Linked DNA regions of Rattus norvegicus: region 1 is linked to region 2. A link is a contact called in public Hi-C data. All regions are on one chromosome and are shown on one strand. The core of a region is the stretch at or near the end of the contact, and the rest is flanking DNA. Distances in the headings are between cores, read along the strand shown. Region 1 holds the start of Iqsec3 (IQ motif and Sec7 domain ArfGEF 3). Region 2 overlaps Iqsec3 (IQ motif and Sec7 domain ArfGEF 3).

Evidence for each region. Hi-C and Micro-C count contacts between places; a contact is called where the count stands out from the background.
Region 1: a Hi-C map of prefrontal cortex shows a contact between it and region 2, with 1.8 times the contacts expected there. The contact joins the promoter of Iqsec3 here to the enhancer-like site in region 2. A contact is called at or near these places in 3 of 12 Hi-C or Micro-C datasets (the A7r5 cell line, frontal cortex and prefrontal cortex).

What each region holds. Positions count from the first base shown.
Region 1 is chr4:156,375,704-156,381,305 of GRCr8, forward strand. It overlaps Iqsec3 (IQ motif and Sec7 domain ArfGEF 3), which reads right to left and starts at 3,693. Exons shown (of 14, transcript NM_207617.1): 1 at 2,515-3,693. The coding sequence starts at 3,050.
Region 2 is chr4:156,306,044-156,311,766 of GRCr8, forward strand. All of the region lies in intron 5 of Iqsec3 (IQ motif and Sec7 domain ArfGEF 3), which reads right to left. Among named protein-coding and RNA genes, the nearest start is that of Slc6a12, 51 kb to the left of the region's middle. Within about 2 kb of position 4,433, at least 22 of the 93 cell types and tissues checked have an H3K27ac peak or open chromatin away from gene starts, as enhancers often do.

The DNA.
Region 1 (5,602 bases), core at 2,443-4,942, 69 kb after region 2:
AGGACAGAGAGGAATAAGCAAAGCTTTGCAGAAAACTTGTGATCTGAATATCTTCCTCTCCCGTTTCTTCCCCCTCTGCACAGCAGAGAACTGACTTAGCAGAAGCATGAGATAGAGAACAGGTGGGGCTCGGGGGCACAACTGCTGGCTCTGGTCCCTTTCCTCACCCTATACTTGGAGGTCTCTCTCTATCTGCTGGCTCTATCTAGCCATGCCCTGTGGAATAAGTGATGCACAAAGGATAAACATCCACGGGGACATGGGTTGAGGACAGAGTGAGCTAAATACTTAATGAGCCACAGTGATTCATTCCGGAGTTCTATGGGGAAAATGTCTGTTGAAGCCAGGCAAAAACATGGGAGAGAAATAATATTCCAGGGGCCTCCATCCATCCAAGGTATGCTTTACTTCACAAAGAAGGGAAGAAAGTTGCAGGGGAGTGAGGTAACTATGCTCTTACTCTTGATGTTTCTGGGTATCTAGGCCTGGTGAGAAGCTATGGAGAAGCTAATGGTATGATGAACCTCTTCATTGCCTGACACAAGTTTCCTAGTAAAATGTTCCCAGCAGCTTCCACTGCCCTTCGCCATGCTGGTTGGTTCTTATTTTTGCTCCATGGGAAGCAGAAGCAGGGTAGAGAACACAGAGCGACAAGGATGTCACATGGTATTGACATGTGAGGCTGGAGAGGAATCCAGGGGATTCCTCAACCTCTGGACTCTATATTCCTCAATTTCTATAGAAAGCATCGCTCTCTAGGACCCTTTGGGGGCCACAGAGGAGTCCTTCTTCCAAGATCAAGATCTGACATCAGCATTATCAATCTGTGACATTATCAATCACAGCTTCCCAACAAGTTGCAAAGATACTGAGGCTGTAACAGGAGAGAAAGAGGACAGCAGATATCATCAGGAGAGACTTTAAGAGAAGAATTCTAAGTACCAGACCTCTACGACTGCCCCCATTCTTTCTGTTGGGGGAAAAGACCATATAATATCTTGGAAGAATGTTGCCTTTAGCTGAGATGTGAGCATTGAGGAGAACCTGATTCTCTGGTTTTCAGGCCAGAAAAGAAAAAAGAGAAAGCCATAAAACTGAAAGGCAAATAAACCACAGAGCATTTTCTTGGGTCTTGATTCAGATGCTTCAGGTCTCTCAAGCCAGATCATCCTAGACCTCCACCCCTGAGCACTTATGCTTCTGGCCAAACCTACTCTGTGATCAAGCATGCTTGGTTTACCTTTTCAACTCCACCTAGATGGGAAAGGATAGTGAGGTAGGGGCAGAGAAGAGGCGAGCTTTTAAGTAACGCAGCCAATCTTCACAAGTGTCTTCCAGACATAAAGCACATGTGAGTAGAGATGAGGCACTCGGCTCTCCTCACTTGCCCCTCCCTCTCCTGTAGCATCACATCATCAAGGCCTCTCGTCTAAAAAGAAGCAATACTGACAGGACCACCGAGCTCTCCCAACACAGAGGAGAAAACAGTCCAGCCCCCTTCATCTCTTCTTCCCAAGTTCCTATACCATGCACCTCACAAGTGAAACCTCGAGGCCCTAGACTCTATGTGGGGACAATTAGCATTCTCCTGGAATCCAAGATGAGGTTTCCTAATAACCAAAGGGAAACGGCTTGCCATAAGAGGCCACAGCAGAGATTTATAGAGGCATTGCATTCAAGAAATTGCCTTTCAGCTGTCTCTGATCTCATTGTTCTCTTCCCACTACCTGAACCCAGATAAGCTTCTGAGTCAGTGGAGAGCTCCAGCCAGGTGAGTCCTCAAGCTGTAACAGAGACATCCAGGAGTCTGGAGGTTGTTTCTGTGTAGCCTTCGGCACCGTAGGGACTCAGCATAAAGATGTTCACTTGGGTCAGAAGGGAGAAAGCTTCCCCAAGTGAGCCACTCCTGGCTCTGACTGCCACTGCATCAGATAAAGAGACAGCTCCTTCCCCTGGGCAGTGCTGTCTCCCACCATTCATCTTCCTGAATCCTGCTCCCCTGCCTCTTCACATCCCCTCCCGTTCTTTGCTTTATCCTAGCCACTCTAATCCTTGCTGCTGGACCCCAGCTCCTATAAAGCCCTTAAACCTGATCAAGCCTATCTTCGCTCTTTATTTAAACAGTTGTACTATGCAAACTCCCTTCCGAATTTTTCCTGGCTTAAATCTTTCAATGGTTCCCTGTTTGGCTTAATTTTTGCTCCCAACTTCCTTCCAATTTTTATTTTCTTTAATTCCTGGACATTACCAATATCCCCACCAGTTAAAGCCCATTCCTCTCATTCTTTCCCCCAAAGATGGTCCATATACTTCCTTTTGCTCCAGCCACCACAAACCTCCCAGAGCGGATCTCAAGCCCTCCTTTGCGGGACTCTCCTTGACACATTTTTAACCAAGGCATTTTTGCCCGCTTCACTTCACAGTACTCAAGTCCTTCACTCTTACACGCAGATTTTCCCTATTTCCTCACACCCACTTGCTTCTTGCTTCTCCCACCTCCTCGTCCCCACTCACTTGGGTCTCCTGCTCAGGACGCCCTTGCCGAGGGCGGCGGGGGATGCGTGCTGAAGCAGGGCTCCCGCGGCAGCACAACAACTCGAGGGACGCTCCTTCTCCTTGTCAGCTACGGCCCCGGGTGCCACCGGGTGCTGGTGGGGCGACTGGGGAGTCTGAACCCTGCTGCTGGGGGCCGGCTGTGGCTGTGCCAGGAGCTGTCCGTGGTGCTGAAGCGGCGGCTCCGGCGTGGCGGGTATGAGCTGTCCGTGGTCCTGAAGCGGTTCCTGGGCCGCAGTGGCGGCCGGAGCAGTGGCTGCAGGAGCCGGCAGTGGGGCAGACGGCGGGGGAACCAGCCCAGGCGGAGGCTGGGCTTGCAGCAGCTGCTGGTGTTCCCACAGGCTGCGGTTCTCCGCGCTCAGCTCGTCTAGACGCCGCTCCAGCTCATCGATGCGCTGGCGCTGGGTATGGATGAGGCTTTGCTGGTTCTGCACGATGGCCGTGAGCTCCTTAAGGTAGAGCACGGCGCGCACCGGGTTCTCCAGCAGGCTCTCCATGCCGCCCGCCGCCGCCTGCGCCCTGCCTGCGCCTAGGCGGGCGGCGGGGAGCGTGAGCGCGCAGGAGCCCAGCAGCCCAGCAGCTCTGTCGGTCGGTGGCCTCCCTCCCTCTCTCTCTCTCCCTCCCCTTCCCGCCGTCGCCTGCGCGTCACCGCCACACAGGCATTCGCACACGCACTAAGGGGCGGACCGGCGCCAGGGCCCACCTCCCACCTCTGGGCTTCGTGAGGAACTCTGCTTCCCGCGGGGGCGTAGGGGAGGCGGGGGCGAAGGGAGAGCAAAGAGGAAGAGGTTCGGTCGAGCAAGATACTCTGTGAGATTCCAGGATGGAGATCAGTTCTACCGGTCAACCCGAGCAGAAGAGCTGGGAAAGTGCTAGGGAACGAAGACAAAAAGGAAGCCTTCTGAGAAAAAGGAAGAATAAGGAGGGGGGAGGCTGGCACTGACGAAGAGAGGCATATAGGCACCCAGCTCGAAAAGGTCACAATCACATTTTCCTGTATCTAACTCGGAGGCAGGGCCCATTTTTAAGACCTTCTGAGGAGGACATACCTGCCTTTTTGATGCTCAACAATTTGCTTTGTGGGGTGTCTGTGAACAGTTAATAGACTCTAGAAAACAATGCGTGTGTCTGTTGCTTAGTTCTGGCAGGGGTAAGTTAAGGCAGGAAGGCTGCTCATGCAGTGATTTTCTCTGGAAATGAGAGCTCATGGCTCTTTGGACCATTAGCAGAAACAGAAACAGAACAGGGCGTCTGAGGCTCCCGCTTCCAGAACCTTCTGAAGCAACCACTGTGTTTGACATCTAGAAAGTGCATGCAATTAGAAAACACTGGACTAGGTGATGGTATAATAAAAACTATTAGGATGGGTTTGTTGGCTTCTTGTAGCTTACAAGCAGTGGTCAAAAGACTTAATACTTAATTTTGAAAGGTGGTAGTAAGACAGAGTGGTGACCAGAGTGTGGTAGGAGTCACCAGTCTGGGGATCTGGGAATGCTTCTTAGGAGAATTAACATTGAGGAGGGAAGGGTTTTCCTGGAAGCTCAGAGACATGAATCAACATGGAATTATCTGCTCATTTCTGCAGTATTTGCATGGAACCTCTACCGAATGCAGCATTAGAATAGGTCAGCAAGCAGGAAAATTAAGGCAGGAAGTCTGCTAGTGCTGGGTTTTCTCTAAAAATGAGGTCTTGGGCATTTGGAGTAATAATTCATATGCAACAATCTGTATTCATCCTGACTACACAGCTCCATGGATTTTGACAGTATATAACCAATCACTCATCACCACAAACACAACTGTTAGATGTAATTAGCACCCCTCTGCTCTGCTCAACTTCTCGTCCCCGGCCCCAGCTAAGCACGCATCTGCTTCCCCTAAACACACATTAGGTTTGCCTGTGGTGGAATTTAATATTAACGAAGTCACATAACGTATGCTTGCTTGTGTCTGATGTGTCTGTGGTCCGTCCATTCTGTTACAAGTATCGTTAGTTTCTTTTTATTTCAGAGTGGAGTCAACAACAGACACAGCATAGTTTTTTTACTTCATCCGCTTGCTGATGCTGCTGGTGGACATTTGTGTTTTTGGCACTTCTTGTTTTGCAGGTGCAAGCTGACAAGTGACTCACTTGTTCTGAAACTGAGCTCAGAGGCAGCTTCAGGTTCTCTCTCTCTCTCTCCTCTCTCCTCTCTCTCTCTCTCTCTCTCTCTCTCTCTCTCTCAGTTTAGCCTCTTATTGGTTACTCACTTCCTTGTTATACAATAACACATGATCAGAAGCCTTTTTATCATTTTCCTCAGACCCATTATTTTCCCTAAAACCCCCACATAACTATCTTCTCCAGAAAGCACGATGTGCACATAAACTCACACTTCAGCATCTGCAAAAGTAAGTTATACGTTAACTTTTAACACTCAGAAAAAGGAAAAAAAAAAAAGGGAAAACCTCCAAATCGCAGGTCACCCAGGCATGAACTTGCGGTTACAGCATTACATGAGAGCAGAAAAGTAGCACTTTTATTTTAAGGAAGAAAAGTTCACCGAGTTCATGGCACGGGGGAAACGGTCTGGGTAGTAATAAAAACGTGGCTATCAACAGTGGTCTGCTCTGTGTGTGTGGAATGAGCTGCTATTGCTATTAAAGGACAGGCTGGGTCAGAGTAAAAAACCCAGAATTGGAGCTCTGGGTTGTTTGAAACGCACGTTTTACTTTGGACGAAACTCCCTAGTGACCTTTGCATGGTGGCTGTGCTTCGGTTCCTGGCAGCAGCGCCGAGGCCTCGGGTTTGTCCCCTTGTGAGGCTTCTTTTCTCCGGGTTAGTTCTCCGAAGACTTTTACACAAGCCCAGTTCCTGGGTCCTTGGCTTGCATTTTCCGACAGGAAGTCTATGACCATTCTGACTCCTGTCATGACTCCAAAGAAGGAGAAAAGCAGAAACACTGTGAGTGTGAGTGACGGGGAGTGGAGTGCACAGGCGCTGTCTGGAGACAGCTGCTGTAAATACATTTAAGGGCTTAAAGATATATATGAACACAATGGGGCAAGA
Region 2 (5,723 bases), core at 3,183-5,682:
CCCATAACCCTAACGGCATGGGTTCCTTCAGTGTGGATTTTGCCTGGCACCTCCTAACCTTTCCCTTTCCTCAATTTCTTCTCAATGCTTCTATTCTGTATCATCTGCCAGTGCTTAAAATCCCCCGTTCTGTCTTTCTCTCCCAGAATCGCTAAAGGAAGCAGACTATTGATCAGTTTGCCAAATCTTATTGCTGCTGGGACCAAAGGCAGTAACCTTGCATCCCTAGAGTCCCAACAGTCTCCTTGTCTCTTCTCATCTCCTAATCTTACACAAAGCACCTCTTCGGTCACCTAGAGGCTTGCCCTGTACATACAGAACTAGGGGAGCAGGCTTCCCTGTGATTCTGGGAGGCTCCTTCCTGCTGGGGCTTCCTGGTGTGAACATGGGGCAGTAGCCAGGAGTCTCCCTTTGGAGCCTTGCCTATTGCAGGTTATTTCATGGCTTGTTGTATGTTGAATATGAGACGTTTTCCTCAATCCCATGTGCCTGAGTGCCTGAGTCCCACCTGGTGGCCCTGTTTTGGAGGATATGGAACCTTCAGAGCTTGGGACGTAGCTGGCAGAAGGAAGTCTCTGGCAACCTTCTGGTTACATCTCTATTCCCTGCTCCCCAGGACATTAGAGTTATTGTCTCACGCTTGGCGCCACTGTCGGTGGGCCTGCCCCAGCCACCGTGGCTCCCCAGCTTTGATGAACTGAAGTATGTGTCTCCCCGAAGTTACTTCTGTGAAGTATTTTACTAAGCGATAAGTGACTAATGTCTCTGAAAGAACATAACAAGCCAGTCCTCTGTTAATATCTTTTATGAGATATTAACCATTACCTGCAAGTTTTGTAAGACTTTCAGAGAAGAGACTGGCCCCGCAGGGGACTGCACAGACTCCGAGAACACTCCTGGGTAAGCCTGGCCACCTTCCCCATCTCCCTAGTGTTCCCTGCTTCTCTGTGACTGGTGCTAATTGGCTCTCCCTGAGGGATTCTATCTCCCCCAGATGCACAGTGGAGGTCTGGGCGGTGCCTTGGAGAACATCTGGACATATTCAGTCAGTAACCACGGATATGTGAGGAGACTCTTGATTGTCAGAAGTTATCAGGGAGGTGGCATGGTTCCTACCTCCCACTTCAGAGCCCACTTGGGACTATCCCACGAGAAAGCTCGCACTCCTGGCTTCTTATCTCCACTTCACACCCCCTAGACCTTCCCAATGCTCTGGGCCTGGCTAGCTGGTTGTCTTGCTTTCAACCCATGCACTAAATAGCGCCTAAGTACAAGGTTGGGCCAAGGACCTGCTGAGAGTGGCTGGCAATGCAAATGATTGTACTGTGCTGTTCTGGGGTGAGGCACTGGGTAGTTTTGCGTCAACTGACATGAGCGAGAGTCATTTGGAAGGAGGGAACCCCAAGTGAAAAAATTCCCCCACCAGACTGGTCTGTGGGCGAGTCTGTAATGCAGTTTCTTGATTGATGATTATTATGGGAAGGACCAGTTCACTGTGGGTGGGGCCATCCTTGGATGCTATAAGAAAGTAGGCTGAGTAAGCCATGGGGAGCAAGCCAGTAAGCAGCACCCCTCCATGGGCTTCACAACTCCTGCCTCTAGATTCCTGCCTCGTTTGAGTTCCTGCCCTGACTTTTCACAGTGATGATCTGTAAATTGGAACTGTAAGCCAAAATAAAACCTTTTCCTCCACAGATGGTTGTGTGTGTGTGTGTGTGTATGTGTGTATGTTTGGCATTTATCGCAGCAGTAGAAACCCTGACAATGACAGGGAACCACACTGTAAAAGCAGAATCAAAACTATTTCTTTGTAGCTAAGTGTGGTGGCGAGCACCTATAATCTCAGGACTTGGAGGCTGGGTGGGAGGATCACATGATCAAGGGCAGCTGGGCTCTCCCCTTCCGTCCTCTAAAATCCTTCATACCTATTACAGGTTCTATGCAGAGAAAGGACAAGTTCTACAAACACAAAGAAGATACATCTTGCATTGCTTTGGCCATAAAGAACTCTTAGGGGACGTGCAACTTCAGCTGAGAGCTGAAAGATGAGTTGTGCTGTTGAGGTGAAGTAGGTAGGCTGAGGAGACCCAGGAGGCCGATGAAGACACCAAGGTTGTGGCAGACAAGGTTGGAGAGTGTGCAAAGCAGAGAGGAGGGGAACCCGGAGGATACAGAGGCTTGGGGTGAACGGGATTTTCACCTGCCAGTTAGGAGGAGTCTAGAGTTTATCCTGATTTCATGATTTCTCTGGTTGCTGGGGGCGGGGGCAGGGAGAAATGAGAGGGAGGGAGCAGTGAGCAAGATGGTGCGGGGAGCAGGAGGGGGGGAGGGAGCCCAGTAAAGATGCTACTTCCCAGCTAGAAGTGCTAGGCTGAGTCTAGGGTGAAGCTGAGGGTGGTGGGGGTGAACTGTTCAGAGAAATCTGGGGCAGAGGGTGGAGAGGATGACGGAGCTATGCACAGGGAGCCCAGGATGAGTCCCATAAATCAGCAACTGAAGGTGAGCAGGAGGCTAGACTGAGGCATTAGCTCGGGACACTAAGCTAAGGAGGTTGTGTTGAATTGTATTTCTCTTTTCCTTCTGCCCCCTTTCCTTCCTTCCTTTTCTTTTTTCTTTCTTTTCTTTTTTCGTTCACTCTTTCCTTTTGCCAAAGCCAGGAGTAGAGCTACAGACTTATACACAACTCTACCACTGAGCCTCACTATAGCCAGGCAAACCCTCATGAAGACCCACTGCGTGTCTCTTTTAGTGTACGGATAAAAGCCTGTGTGGCTGGCTTCCTGTTGCCCGGTCTCTCCCTTTGCCTCTGCTTTTGTTTGGAGCCAAACTTCAAGAAGACATCCGTGTTCATGCTGTCTTGTGTCCTGGCCTCTCTTCACGTTCTAATCCAGTGTATGTTCTCATCAGCCTGTTACATATCTCTTGTCAAGGCCACCACTGGTCACCCTGTCACCAAGTCCAGCGGACTCCATTTGTCATGCCCTCAGATATGGGGAGCATTGCCTCCTTCTGGGGGTGATTCCTTTCTCTTTCGAGGTACTCATCCTCTACCTGACTTCTGTCTTAGAGGTGGCCCCCAGGCCTTTCTCCCTGTATTTCTCTAGGAGACCTTGCCAAGTCCAGTGGTTTCTACTGCCTCCTGTAGCTCAGAGTTGATTAGGTTGTCTCTTACACTGAGTCCCCTTATTGCTGGGTCTCCATTGCTCATCTCCATTGTTTATAAGAGTTGATGACAGTGCTACCAAGCTGGGGGCAACTGACTCACCATCGCCTCTGCATCCCAGTGGAGCATCAGTGGTACCCTTTTTTCTGGTTGACTCATCTGAGGTCTGAATGGGTGACAGTCATGAGGATGCAGGATGTCCCAACTTCTCTTGAACAGATGACAGGCTGTGCATCTTTTGTTTTACCTGATATTTGACAGTTTGATTTGCTTAAGCAAATATTTGGCAATGCCAAGTTTGATCCGTTCTGCAGATGAGATGTCCTAGGTGCAGCATGCCCTTCCACTTTAGACTGCAATGACACGTGCGTGCATCAGGAACTATCTGCACCAATCCTATGAGCCCGAGCCTGGCACGGACACAGTTAGTTCCATGCAAAGATGAGTGTCCTGAATTCTCACCCACTCACGTGGCCACTCAAGGTAACACAGCTCTCTGCTTTCCTCCCACACCCGCCACAGGCTCTGAGATCCACCCACTTCTCTCCTGCTACAGCTAGAGCTGTGGCTAGTGACCTGGCCTTTTCTTACTCCCTGCCTCCAGGCCATCCTGGAGAAACATCCTCCCGGGACACTTGCCCGGTCTTCACAGGTTCCTGTTTGCTTTTCTTCAGAATCTTCCACATCCCTTGTATGATGTTTCCCAGCAGAGCATGCCCTTAGCATCCTGCTCCTCCTGCCTCCTTCCTGTCAGTCTTGCCTTCATGCTGCCTCACCCCAACCTTGTAGGTCTGTGGTCTCCCCAGTTTCCATGGTTCTCTGGACTTGTCTTGTGTCTACTTTAGAAATTCCTTGCATGGTTAGATCATGTGATCTCGGCTGTGCTTCAGGATAGGCGAGCTGGTCTCATCTTTGCCTCTCTAGCGGATATACGAGGCAGTAACCTTTCTGGATGATCATGTGGGGGAGTGAGAATCAGTTGGAAGAAGCAGGATCCTGTGCCTTTGAACGTTAGCTGGAGAAGAAGCTCAAGGACCCTTGAAAACTCCGCCCAGGGGCCTAGGGTCTCTTAGTATTCTCTGCCAAGATGATCTGGAATTGACCCCAGACCTCTGCCAGGGAGATGTCCTGGAGGGTTGCCGGTGCTGGCCAGTGATGAGAAGCAGCGTGGGTCACATGCATTTCTTGCCTCCCCCCAGCTGCAGAAGCAGCTGAGTGTGTGATGAGAACTGGAGTGTGTGGACACGCACTGATTGGACGGCTTTCAAGAGAGTCTGGACCTGCTCAAGAGGGCTGTGGATGAATCAGCCAGTGAATCGGGGTGGGGGTGGGGAGAGAGGTTTGCTTGGGCTTCCTTCTTGCCTGTATGTTTTGTGGGTGTGGGGTTTGGGGGGGTGGCGTGAGGGCTGCAGCAAACAGCTCAGGAGGGCTTGGACTCAGAGCCAGCTGTTCTTGCATCTGTATGAACAGTACACTCTTGCATCAAATTGCTTGTTAACACTGATCTGTTCACGCAATCAATTCGCGTTGCGGGGAAATGAAGCATCCTACACGACTGTGATCAAAACGGATTGCGTCATCTCAGGACCTTTTTTTTTTTTTTTTAAAGGAGAGCAAGACAGTGTCTGGCAGACAAAGGAACTGGATGGGAGCTGAAAATAGGTAACAGCAACAGCAGGGATTTTTTTAATTGGCCAGAAGAGATGGTAAAGATATTGTCAGTCAGGCCTGGCTGAGGCCTGGGAGGAGGCAAGTAGCTGCGCTTCAGGCGAAAGGCCGCAAGACGCACAAGCCCTTCTTTTCTTCTGCAGTGCTCGCTTACACAATTTAATTAAAAACATCCTCATCCGCTGGAGGGTTATTATTTTTTTTTCCTGGTCAAAACTCATAACATGCTCTGTAAAGGTCTTTTAGAAAAGAGAATAGGGCCAAGAAAACAGAATGAGAGGATGCTGACTCAGGGACCAACCAGTGTTCCCGTGATGGCACTGGGGCATGAAGAGCTTCCAAAAGAATGGCTGCCAGGTACACAGCCAGGAGTCAAGAGCTCTCCGAGGTAGCCACCAGACAAATCGGCAGTCACTGTGGATGCCAGAACTGATTTTTCTCCTGCTGAACTTGGCAGCATCCTGGTGGGCAGAGGTCATGAGTCCCAAACATGTCTTAGAATCTCCTGGTGCTCATATTAAGCCTGGATTACCCGGCCCCTGAGTTTCTCATTCAGTGGACCTGGAGCAGAGACAGAGTTTGCATCTCCAGTAGGCTTCCAGGTGATACTGATGTTGCCAGTTCTGGCGCCACATTTTGAGAAGTAAGACTGTGCGCTGTAACAATGTGGGGCATGGAAAGAGGTCAGGCCCTTGGGTTGGAGTCTGGCTTCTGCTGTGCAGCAGCCTGGCTCAAGCTACTAAGTGTCAATGTGCCTTACTTCCCTCACTTACAGAATGAACACAACACCAGTATGGCCTGTCTTCTGGGCAGGGCTGGTATGAGTTTTAAGATGATGACGTTCACAAAGGTCCAGGCATAGCAGGACTTCGTAAGTAATGGCTTACACTGT